Regions from separate parts of the Danio rerio genome. Here region 2 is linked to region 1. A link is a contact called in public HiCAR-type data. All regions are on one chromosome and are shown on one strand. The core of a region is the stretch at or near the end of the contact, and the rest is flanking DNA. Distances in the headings are between cores, read along the strand shown.

The links. HiCAR-type assays count read pairs that join an accessible place to other places.
Region 2: a contact with region 1 is called in a HiCAR-type map of caudal fin, with 4 times the contacts expected there. The contact joins the promoter of ripk4 here to the promoter of zgc:110006 in region 1. A contact is called at or near these places in 4 of 18 Hi-C or Micro-C datasets (caudal fin, gastrula embryo, hematopoietic stem cells and 1 more) and 1 of 4 datasets of contacts at active chromatin or transcription factors (caudal fin).

Annotation. Positions count from the first base shown.
Region 1 is chr10:40,123,348-40,129,847 of GRCz12tu, reverse strand. zgc:110006 reads left to right here and starts at 5,149. Exons shown (of 5, transcript NM_001020552.1): 1 at 5,149-5,280.
Region 2 is chr10:40,164,101-40,170,566 of GRCz12tu, reverse strand. It overlaps ripk4 (receptor-interacting serine-threonine kinase 4), which reads left to right and starts at 4,973. Exons shown (of 8, transcript NM_213078.1): 1 at 4,973-5,291. The coding sequence starts at 5,110. nsun5 (NOP2/Sun RNA methyltransferase 5) reads right to left here and starts at 1,483. Exons shown (of 10, transcript NM_213285.1): 1 at 1,298-1,483; 2 at 523-642; 3 at 244-415. The coding sequence starts at 1,390.

The DNA.
Region 1 (6,500 bases), core at 3,900-6,399:
GTCGTGATCTCGTTTATTTCGAGTGCACATGCACCCTGAAAAAATGTGGATTTTGTTTGATTTGAACGTTTAGAAACTAAAGAGACAGTTTTTTATGTAGTTATTTATTGGTGATTCCAAATATGTAATGTAATCGTAAGCTTGGCAAACCGTTTTGGAGAATTTGATATTTCCCCATTCAGACAGAATGCCCGAGCATAGCTACTGCCTGAGAGGCATTTTAAAGATGGCTGCCGAGTGAAATTACTTGCCTTGCTTTGATTGAAGATTACAAAAACTATTTTATTTTTTAGTGGATTAACTAATATGGATTAATTATTCACCTAAAGAATAACAATGTGCGCAAGCAAAATAAACGCTTTAAAAAAATGTTAAATACATTTTGAATTCACAGACTAAAAATTAGGTGCGCTGCTAAAAATATTGAGCTTTATTTGAACACAGAACCACGACGGATTTGTCTAGTTTCTAAAATTACATTCACTTTTTCCAAACACGTATAAATGGAAACACTTCCTGCATTTTAATTATGTACATACATGCGAAATAAGTCAACAAACGTTAAACAATGCCTTACTGTTAACACACACATACACACACAGCCTCATTATCTTAAAAAGACGTGATATGGAGGCTCTTCCACTTTTTTTCTTCAGGACTGGTTGGACTGGTCTGGCAGGTTTGTGGGATGATGATGATGGAGTTTTAAAGCAGGCTCAAACGTGCATGCGTTCGCACGTGGACGCGTCCAAACACCAGCCAGAGGACAGCAGATCAGATCCAGCGCTGTTGAATGAATCCACTGATTTATGAGCTGCTGTCTGTCTGTCAGACATCTGCAGATTACTGTTGCACCCGTGGAGAGTTACTCATTGACTAGCTCTGCAAACAGGAAAGAGCTGAATACAGTTATTGTTCCCTAATCTAGATCTGCTACTGTCTCTAGCCCAGACAGTTCTGACATTATTGCATGAAGACTTTAAAGTTTAAGACATGGGCATTTCATTTGAGGTACTTTGCTCTTTCTGATATGCGAATGCAGACACTGATGTAAACTCCAAAAATGCTGCCATTATAAAGTATAAACTGTCTAAAAGGTAAATAGTTAAATGGCTTCAGAGATGGGTGATGTCAGGGTGAGTAATTCACTGTGACGCCTTGAACATACAGGTGTTTCCTTCAGGACGTTTTCCTGCAAGATCTAACTTGAACCGCATTCTTCTTCCTTGAACTTGCAAATGATTTATCAGCCTGATTATTTGTCGCTCCAGTGCGCCACCTTGTGGAAAAAAAACTGAAGTCAACACACAGCTTCATAAATAAATGCTGTCTTTCTTTAAAGGCCCAGCCGCACCACTTTTGGCCGTGTAGTAGAGCACGTTGCATTCAGACCCAAGTGTGCCGCAAGCCTCCGTTTGAGTGAAGGTCTCGGCCGTTAGATCGCCCCCTGGAGGCTGGCTGCAGTACAAGTCATAAAGCCCGCCTCCTCCGTGTTAATGAAAGAGACTTGAGCCCAAATAACAAAATTTATTACACTTGCAATAAAATGTCCCGAAAGATGGTTCTGGTCGGTTAAGGCACTGGTTATTGTGCTGAAATAGGTGCAGATCTTCATTTTTGTAAACAGTTTGTTTTTAGCAGTAATTTAATGCTGGGCGTGTCATCGTGATTGACAGCTGTGATTGACAGTTTCTCAAAGCAGCGCGTCTGAGCTTCGGCAGGAGACTGAAGTGTTATTATTCGATTTCTGTGTTATTTCACCATGACAAAATGAGTTCAGCAGTAAACTATAGTTTCTGACATACATGATCCTGGTGGAACACTGTTTATTCGCTAAGGTCAGGGCTTTTTTCGGGCTTTATTTGCTGATACACGCCTAACCACCCCGATAGCAAAATACACTCTGGCCAGTAGTTCCGGCTAGATTTTCGCCTGCCGGAGACTTACCCCTCAGAGCTCAGACTGACTGATCTGCTGGACCTACTCCGGATGCCTGGACTCACTGCCCGATTCCAGCCCGAGTCAATCGAGCCAGATGCGGCGGCCGAGCGAGCCGGCGCTGCCGCATGCCAGCCGGAATCAGCCCGGAGCTGGCGCGAATGAATATATAAAACCCTCATATTTGTTAACGTTATTACATCCATTTGTGTTGATATGACAGCAAACGCATGCTGAGAATTTCGGGGGGCGTGGTTGATTTTACATAAAGCGTTTGGTTGGAAGCTCGACTCTGCTCATTTTCGCGGCTCCTCCTCTGGCTCCATCAGACAGTCCTTCTGCGCATGTCAAGGCTCCAATTTCAGCAGTCTTTTGCGACAGTTTGTGCCCGTCAAGCAGGTGTTTTGCCCTCAAGGCGTTCAATGGGAAAAGGGGCTGTCGCGTCGTCCATATTTTTTACAGTCATTGATTCAGACCATCAGTACTCTATTGATGCCGTCGCGGTGCGACCTCTTTCGGCCGTGGAGGGCACTTGAGTAATATCATCAGTCAGGAAGTGAAGATGGCTGATTTTTAAAGAAATCAGATCTTAAACGCGGCGATTTAGTATGGGACGACAGTTCACCGGAAGCCTTTGAGCTGGCTGACCGAAAATTAAAAGTCAGAAGTCAGTGTGCACTTTAAACCCACCACTTTTCGAGCTTCATGTGTCCCCTCAAATGGTATTTACACTGAATATTTTGAAATGTTGCAGTATCCTATCTGTCCACAGGTCGGTGCTCAAGCTCTGTTTATGGCCAATTTTAGATAATAATAAATTCAGCTGTGAAACCTCAACTATAACAAACAAGAATACACACATAAAACACACATACATGACCAAATTTAAAAAAAATATTATAATAAAAAGTAGTAGATTATAACTTAATATATAACAAGCAGTAAAGCTATGAGCAGTGGAAAGACACGCTAATCAATAAAATAGCATAATTAGCATAAAATTAGCAAATGAGCGCTTCATTAATACCGTACGTCACATATTTTACCAGGGATTTAAGAAGAAAGTCAGTATATCTGAGAATGTAGAAGTGACTGTATTTGTTTTTTGTCAATGAAAAGAGTCTGTCTTTCTTGTAAATGTGCTCTTAATAGCAGTGCTGGATTATTTGCCAGAATGACTCTGTTCTGCACATGAATTTTGGCACGAGGCTCTCAGACAATCTGTCTATGAGATGCCAAATGAGGCCCATGGAAACTGGCACACGATGAAAGCAAAAGCAGAAGCCATTTCTTTTTATATCAATGATTGCTGAGAATAATGGGGTCCTCGGCAGAATAGCGAATGCATTCATGGAGGCACGTGCAGCTCTGATGTTTTCAAGTTATGTAAGAATGAATGATGGAGGAAAGGAGAAAGCGATGGAAATGGTTTGCTCAGTGATGGAGAGAGAGAGAGAGAGAGAGAGAGAGAGAGAGAGAGAGAGAGAGAGAGAGAGAATTTCCCCTCTGGAATTCCCCGCATGCGCAAATGATGCAGGCGTTATGATGGTTTTTTCTGTCGTAAATGAGTGAGCAGGCTGCATAGATGTGAAATCAAATAATTAAGTCGCGACGTGGCCTACAGAGGTTGGTTAGGGAAATGGACAGAGAAATAACAATAAGAAATAACAAATACATTTCTGTGGACGGGGGTTTTAGAAATGGAGATAAAATAAAAATCAAAGCAAAATAAGGTAGACTCCCTATAAAATCAATTTAAATAAATAAATAAATAAATAAATAAATAAATAAATAAATAAATAAATGCAGTTAAGGTAAAATAAAACCACAAACTCCACACAAAATGCAAGGTTTGGGAAAAATAAAATAAATATATATTAGTTAATTATTAAGATACTGGTTTAGTGGTTTGATAAATAAATAATTAATTAAATAAATAAATATTATTTAAATAAATAAATAAATAAACAAATAAATGTAGTTTAGGTAAAAAAATGAAAAAAATGAATTAATAAGATACTGCTTTAGTGGTTTGGTAAATAAATAAATAAATCAACCAATAAAGAGGACAAGCAAAATATATTTATAAAATATAAAATCAAGTAATTTAACACACTCAGTAACATCCCTTATGCTGTTTGGAAAATGTGAGGGAATTTAAAGATTAAATTAAATTAAATCACAATGGGCAGCACAGTGGCTCAGTGGTTAGCACTGTCACCTCACAGCAAGAAGGTTGCTGGTTCGAGTCTCGGCTGGGTCACTTGGCATTTCTGTGTGGAGTCTGTATGTTGGTGTTCGCGTGGCGTGGGTTTCCTCCTGGTGCTTCGGATAGGACTATATGCACTATAGGTGAATTGAATAAACTAAACTGACAGTGGTGTATGTGTGTGAATAAGTGTGTATGGGTGTTTTCCAGTAATGGGTTGCAGCTGGAAGGGCATCCGCTGTGTAAAACATATAAGGATAAGCTGGCGGTTCATTACACTGACCAGTGATAAATAAATAGACTAAGCCAAAGGAAAATTAATTAACTAATTTAATCACAACTTTGACCGAGGACAGATGGTTTTGAAAAGGTAGCCTATATGAACTGAAATAAAAGAAAATAATAAAGAAAATCTGAATCAGAAATGCTAGTTAATAGGTAATATGTTGTGTAACATAATGTATATTTCAGACAGAACGTTTCTTTATTTTTTTCTCCAGCCAAGGAAAATAGTTTCAAAAGAAACTCAAGCATCGAACTTGGCATAAAAACTAAAGGCATAAAAGGCGATCTGAAGCTGCAAAAGTGGAGCGGAGCCATTGAGATTTGCCATCCCACTTCATATCACTCGCAGACGCGGGTCTAATATTCATAACACAGAAGCGCTCTTTAAATGTATAAATATGTGTGCCCATTTCTTATTTTCTCGTAAACTCCGTGCATGAATAAACTCAACGAAGTCGGGTATGGAATTAACAAATACTAAATATCGACACACACACATAAAAAATATTAAACTCCCCTCATAAAAGTAATGAATCATACGCAAATGTTACCCTCACCCATCCTAGCCAATCCATTCTGATAACCTCGCCAACCGCTCGCTAATAATCCCAAAGCCAACGAGAGGCCCGCACACATAGCACGTGACCAAACACAGCAGCGTCACTAGAGTGGCTTTATTCCCGACTGATAGCGCAGTCTTTGTCGTTGCTGTACTTGTAGCTGCTTGCCGTCCGCTTCAACAACAACACCCGCCGCTCCACCAGCGTGGCTTTACCCCTAAGGTCAACCAATATCCCCGTTTTTACCTGGATTGTCTCGAAAATTCTTCTGACAACGTAACGAATAAGGTAATAAACACCATTAACACCTGTCTGTGCCGTCTGCCTTTCGAGAAGGTGCCGCTTTCTGGGGATTTTTTATTGTGAGATATCGTTAGCTAGATAACGGATCTAACGTACGCTTGTGTTTCGATTGATGCTGTGTATCATAACACTAAATGTCTTGAAAACTAGTATTTAAAGTCTTTTGTCGTATAACGAGGGTTTAAAACGGGTTTGGTCAACAGGTATATCATATGAGTGTTTTAGTACTAAAAATAATCAAGCTTTATCCGCGTTAATCTGATTATCGTAACGTTACACCGCTTTTCTAGACAAATAAAGTTCACGTTTGTACATGAAACTGATATTAAATACAGCAAACATTGGTTTTAGATCGTATTTATTATCTGTTTGTCAAATGTACATACAAAGCTTAGGTTTTGATTATCTAAAATATTTTTGTTTAATTCAATTGATAAGTTCATTAGTACAGTTACATAATAATAACAACTAATTGATACATTAATAATAAATGATAGCAATAACTATGTTTTAGAGACTTTATATACCAACTAGTTATCTAAAATAAATATTCCCACAGGCTGTAGCTCATAAATAGGCAGCTTTTGTAGTCAACATTGACACGTGCAGCACTTTTGAGCTGACTATGCAGCACATTACAGTAGGTTTGACACACACAACTGCAGTGTCTTTGTCCTCATATTGTAATTCAGTGTAAAGACTTTAATAATCAGAAGAAGTTCAACATGAGCCCACGCTTGACACCGCTTTGAACTGTTCTGTGTTTCATCTCTGGTACAAACACAAAGAGCTAGAAAGAAATGTTTGAACAAAAGAAAACTGATCTTCAATCTTCTTGGCTTGTTTGGACCTGTTGGGGAGAAAAAGAGAAAGATTTGTTTATACAGGCTTCCCACAGTCAGTTAAAATACCAGGGCAAGGTCATGGTAATAACTATAACAGTGATGTTAATGATGAAGAAAAACGCGTTTCAGTACATTTGGTGGTTGAATCAAATAAGCTCTACAAGTCATTTATACAGTTTTTATACTAGCAAGAATAAAGTGTAATCATGTTGATATCAGTGCAAATAAATGCCTTTAAAGTTGTTGAACATACTGTAACTGTGAAGTAAAGTAACCGTTTGTGAGTGAACCATTATCAATTTACTAAATTTAGACAAATCCCAAGATATCTGCAACGTGATCTGATGATCATTTGTGAGT
Region 2 (6,466 bases), core at 3,724-6,223, 41 kb before region 1:
CTTACCCAATTCACCTATAGTGCATGTCTTTGGACTTGTGGGGGAAACCGGAGCACCCGGAGGAAACCCACAAGAACCCAAGGTAAACATGTAAACTCCACATAGAAATGCCAACTAACCCGCCCGAGGCTCGAACCAGTGACCTTTTTGCTGTAAGGCAACAGCACTACCTACTGTACCACTGTGTCGCCCCCTTCCAAAATCAATCATATGATTTGTTTTAGCTTAGTTATTGATGCTCACTCTGTGTCTGCTGGATGCTGGAGGGCAGAAGGTCCTGATTTCGACTCACTTTCCTCTTGATTTTGATTCTGGCCAGAGCAGCTTGTAGTCTGGCGCGATGCTTTAACATCGTCGTCTTCCAGGCGCCTCCGCATTTTACCCCATGACCAATGAGCAGGTCATACACCAGTACCTGAACACACAAACACACACATATCAGTGATGAATACACACACACATACACACACACACACACACACACACACACACAAACAAACAAACAAACGTAGAGACAGCTACCTTGGCTAAATGAATCCGGAGTTTGGTTTCTTTTAAAAGCTTTGTGCTGTTGATGATCTCCTGCAGAACTGAGGAGTATTTCTGTGTTTCACACACAAGTGCAAAGAGCTGCTTGATATTCTGAGGAAAACATAAATAAATATGGGTGTTTAATGAGGTAAAATGAGTGAAATGGGAATCCATAAACAAGGATTATATATTTAAAACCATGATAGGATACACAAACTAATTTATTTATTATTAAATATAAAAATCAGATGGCATAACAGTAAACACACAATTTAAATAAATATTGAAAGGCATCACATAACTGAATCTAAAAATTCCTAATAATTCCGATATACAATTAATTATTAATTAAAAAATGTAAATTATATAAAATTATTTTACTGCATTGGGGGTTTTCATTTCATCGAGATCATTTTAAAAAGTAAATATAAAGGAGAAGATTGAAATAATCAACATTTATGTATGTTTTGTAGCCAATTATATGATGATATTAATGTATACATTTTCAAAGTTAATGTCATCAATATTGTTTTACGAAATCCGTCGTAAAGTCATTAACAAATGCAACGGCGTCGGTAAAAGGTTTGAGATGAAACACGAGAAGAAAACAAGGTAAATGTCACCTGAAAAAAAACGGAATATTTTGTTCTTCATCATTTCCAAGCTGTAAATGTATTAAATTAAATCATATCTGACAAGAGCCCATAGCTAAAGCACCCAATAGCGCCATATATTGACATAAAGAGACAAAAACAACAGCACTTACTGGAAATTTACTGTCATAAACCAGAGTTTTCACCGCTCCTCTTTTCTGCTCCACTTTCTCAAGAATCTCTGCCGCTTTTAAATAAAGTGCCATGACGATTAAACACCGGTACTTTATAAAGCAAACTTAATACAACTCAATCTAGCGCATTTAACACGTCAATTTCGAGTGATCTCAAGTAGTAAATGCATTACCCACGTTTTCATATTTGCCTGGTTACTTTTCGCAGCGTTTTTGCGACACCACAGATCGTCTTACGATAACTACAATACTAATGAATCTCCACACGGGTGAGCCAAAGACGCATTTACACAAAACTCTCATCCTTTATTCAAGAGGGCCAAACGTGTTTATCTGATTCAGATATGTGCTTAGAGGTAAACACACATACATATATGCTATTATAGAAGTCTTCAGTGTAAGCTATGTACGCTTGATGTTTATTTTATTTCGACTTTAACACACAGACGATCGCTGTCACTCCTCATATAAATCTGAATTGCTAATGATGAAGACACTCAATTGAAACTCATCGAACAATTGCTTTGATTTGGGGGGGAAATCCTGTTTTAAGATACACTTTAAGACAAGACAACAGCCATTTGCAGTTTCGGTTTCGCTAGACTTTAAGTAGGCCTGATGGGATTTTCAAATTGAGGCCTATTGTATGTTTTGTGATGACTTTTGTTGTAAATAAGGCCATCAGCATGGTCTTGATTAATAAATAGCTGTTCCTCAAAACATTAGTGTATATTATTGGACATTTACTCGAATAATCAAGTAAATTCAACTAACTTTACATTTTAACTCACAGTGCAGAAAATATCAAATCATTTTACTGTAAATTAATGCAGCTCAAGCTTTCACAGCTTATGTTTAACCTCAAATGAATCTATTTTTCAGACGTGGTTCGTCTACTACTTCATATTGCAATTTTTTAAATATTCTGCTATTTTATTGCTTTAGACACTGTTTACCATGGTGCACTGAGGTTTATAACAAATCCTAAATCCCTCACTCATTATTTTGTGTTGTACACTCAGGTAGGATGGTCTGCTTTGTCCACTCTAAGGCTCAAGTATTTGTATATCTTTGTTTATAAATCTATTCTGGGTTTACTCCCCTCATATCTCCATACTTACATTTGTAAAAACCTGTCTCTAGCTATAGCCTTCAGGAAGTTTCTTTATTGTCTGTACTAGTGGTGCATACTGAAATGGGAAAAGAGCTTAAATGTGCATCACCTTTTGCTCTGAATAACTTCCAGACAAAGTTGCAGTTTAAAGAGTTGGTTTCACTATATGCTTTTAAATAGATTTTAAATGATTTGGAGTTTGAAGCATGGGCCTGTAGCTGTAACTGTTATCGTTTTAATGGATAAATTATGTTACCTGTTATTTGTTTTTGTTTGTTTGTTAAACCAACACGATTTGTATACTGCCTAATCTTGGTCAGGACGCTCTTGTAAAAGAGATTTTTAATCTCATTGTGCTTTACCCGGTAAAATAAAGGTTCTAATAATAATAATAAAAGCACACAAATATGCAATTTGATGCAGATGTTGCAATTTATATAGCCACAAATCAGTGAAATTCTACATATAGCCAAAACAAATGAAAATCTACTGTATTATTTAGATTTTTATAACAATATAGGCTAATTTCATAAAATAAATGGTGGTTTAAGGTTTAAGGTGGTTTAAATTTAAGGTGATATTTAGATGCACCAATTTCATTATCAAATCTTCATAGCTTTTATTGTTTGGGTAAAACATTTAATGAGGATTAAAATTTAGCTGTTCCTTAAAACAATATAATATAATGTAATAAATTATTTTTTAATGATATAAAGGTGACATGGTGGCTCAGTGGTTAGCACTGTTGCCTCACAGCAAGAAGGTCACTGATTCAAGCCTCAGCTGGGTCTGTTGACGTTCCTGTGTGTATGTTCTCCCCATGTTGGCGTGGGTTTCCTCCGGGTTCTCCAGTTTCCCCCACAGTCCAAAGACATGCGCTATAGGTGAATTGGGTAAACATAATTTTCAGTAGTGTATGAGTGAATGTGAGTGTGTATGGGTGTTTCCAAGTTCTGGGTTTCAGCTGGAAGGCCATCCGCTGTGTAAAACACATGGTTGCTGGATAAGCTAGCGGTTCTTTCCACTGTGGCAACCCCTGATTAACAAAGTGACTGAGCTGAAAAGAAAATTAATGAATGAAAACTGATAATGCATGTATGTGTGTGTGAATGCGAGAGTGTATGGGTGTTTCCCAGTTATGGTTTGCAGCTGGAAGGCCATCCGTTGTGTGAAACATATGCTGGATAAGTTAGCGGTTCATTCCTCTGTGGCGATCCCTGATTATTAAAGGGATTAAGCTGAAAATGAATGAATGAATGAATGAATGAAAATTGACCGTAGTGTATGAGTGTGTGTGTGAATGCGAGTGTGTATGGGTGTTTCCCAGTACTGGGTTGCGGCTGGAAGGGCATCCGCTGTGTAAAACATATGCTGGAATAGTTGGCAATTCATTCCACTGTGGTGACCCCTGATAAATTAAAGGACTGAGCCGGAAGAAAATGAATAATATAATTTAATAGTAAAGCTAAGTTGCTTAAGTTCAGGAAACATTACAGTTTCCAAAAAAACAATGTTATTTTTACACTGAATTGATAATAATCACTAAGATTCCACAACAAAAAGACACGTGAGCCACAAGGTGGACATTTATAGACATTTTACTTGCTAAAAATGATAACCTATCAATCATTCAACACGAGACGTGTAAAAGATTGCACACAACTGGTTGCTCAGCCATATTTGATAATGCTGATAAATTAGACGCATAGATGTCAATCACAATAACACAAACATTCCCATGAGTACACCTGCTCAGCTTTTTAAAATCCTAGAAGGAAAGATTTGCCATTTATTTAAGATGTATGATAATTTGCTGAGTCATAATGGATCTAAAAACTATTCATCGTGATTCGTGACTCACTTATGTGGACTTGAGAACGCTGTGGTGATTTATTTTAAAGGTCTAATAGACGTAAACTCAGTCAGATCAGTGTAAAATGAGTAAACGGTACCCTAAAGCTACAACTAAACTATTGTGTTCATTCATACTTGAACCTCCGGCTAATATAAACCTGAATATGTAAGACTATTTTCCTTTTTTCTCTTCGTTTTTTTGGCCTTTGTTGTTGTTAACATTCCAAACAACTCTTTTAGCCATATCACAAAACCAGCACAGTGTTGAGTAATCCCAGAGAACTTGTGTATTTCTTTAGGGGGGGTTAAGAGACTATCCGAACATCATGGAGATCTCAGGTTATAAAGGTGTTGGGTGAAAACCAGCATTCCACAAGCTTGGATAACCGCGTCCAATATAATTCCCAGGCTTTGTGAGCAGAAAGCTGAGATGTTTGTAACTTCTGGCGCTGTATTAGATGTAGTCGAGTTGAAAAAAGTGGATAAACAGGGTGTCAGCGATGCCCTTTAGCATATAAACAGACATAAGTGTCGTCAGGACTAGATTAGGCAATTGATTCTGCTACTTTTGTGTGTGTGTGTGTGTGTGTGTGTGTAGGCGTAGGTGTGTTCTTGGCACAGGAAGTTATGTCATTAGGCTCCTCCTTTCTCTTACCTGAGCTGAGGGGTAGAGCCAGACAGACACAAGCTCTCAGTACAGACAGGGAGAAGAAAAAAACAAGGAACAGCAGTTCACAACCTGCTAGTCTTTCACACACACAAACCTTTTTTTATTTTATGTGAAAAACAGAACCGTACAGGATCTTACTTCACAGTTTGGAAAATGGACGTCCCAGAGAATTCCCCAGGGATTATGGGGCTTCTGAAAACTTTTGACGCTTCAGAGTTTGGGAGTTGGGAAAAGATTGGCTCCGGCGGCTTCGGACAGGTGTACAAAGTACGACACATGCAGTGGAAAACATGGCTGGCCATCAAATGCCCTCCCAGCCTTCATTCTGATGACAAGTGAGTACATTTAGTTCATTATATCTTTCTTTTTAGCGTCTAGAAGTGTGTTTAAAGTGTGTGTGTGTTTGATAAACACAATCATGTGAAGGGCAAGTGAAGTTTGTTTGTGTTAATGCTGTACTGCAGATAAGAGTTTGCTTTGAAACAATCATGAGTTGGTGTGTTTTTCTTTGGGGTAAAGTTGGTTTTATATTCCCACAATCAGACTTTCACCTTCTGAACATAAGTACAGTTAAGTAATGTTTGCAAATTCTAAAATATAGACTATCAAAGTACTATGTTGTGCTACCATGTTGTGTTTGAAGTCATACATGCATGAGATTTCAGAACCAATATTCTGTATATAGCTTAATAAACAATATATGGGCAAGTTATCACTGAAAGAATGTGCGAATATAAAACCAACTTTACCTCAGTGTGTTTTTCATGGATTTTAAGTGTAAAATGACTTTTGTTTGTGTCATATGAGATGTACAGTGCTCAGCATGTATAAGTACAGCCCTCACAAATCTTTTAAATTCATAGTTTTAATAGGAAGCTGTACAATATTATAGTTGTGCATATACATTAGATTAGTCAGTACTGAAGCCAAATCTGGAGGTTATCTAACTAAATAACTTACTATAACGGTCCAAAAACTAGTACACTCAAATTTATATGTTATATAAAAAATATTCAATACAAATAAAAAAAAGAGGAAAAATCAAGAGAAGCAAAAAATTATAAAAAATTAGTTGAAATTTTAATTAAATTTTTTTTTGCACTTTAAAAACAAATATTGGTGTTTAACAAGACCATACATCGTAGTATAGAATACAACATAGGAAAAATCACAGACTGTCTTAGTTTTCTTATTTTTCCACTATCCCCCCAAAATAAAATATATAACATTTATGAATTATAAACAAACATATCCTCTGATAGAAAGAGAAAAATAAAATTAAAAGATATTCTTCAAAAATAATAATAAATGAGCAAGTCTGCAATAAAACAGTAAAATTAATTATTTAATAAATTAATAAATATTGAAAAGTTTGCATTGAGTCGTCAATATATCCTCTTTCCAATTAAATACTGTATATTAGAACTGATATCAACTGAACAGGGTAAGCCTTTGATATAGTCTAAAATATTGTTCCAGGTCTTGTAAAAAGATTTGAGAGATCCTGCAA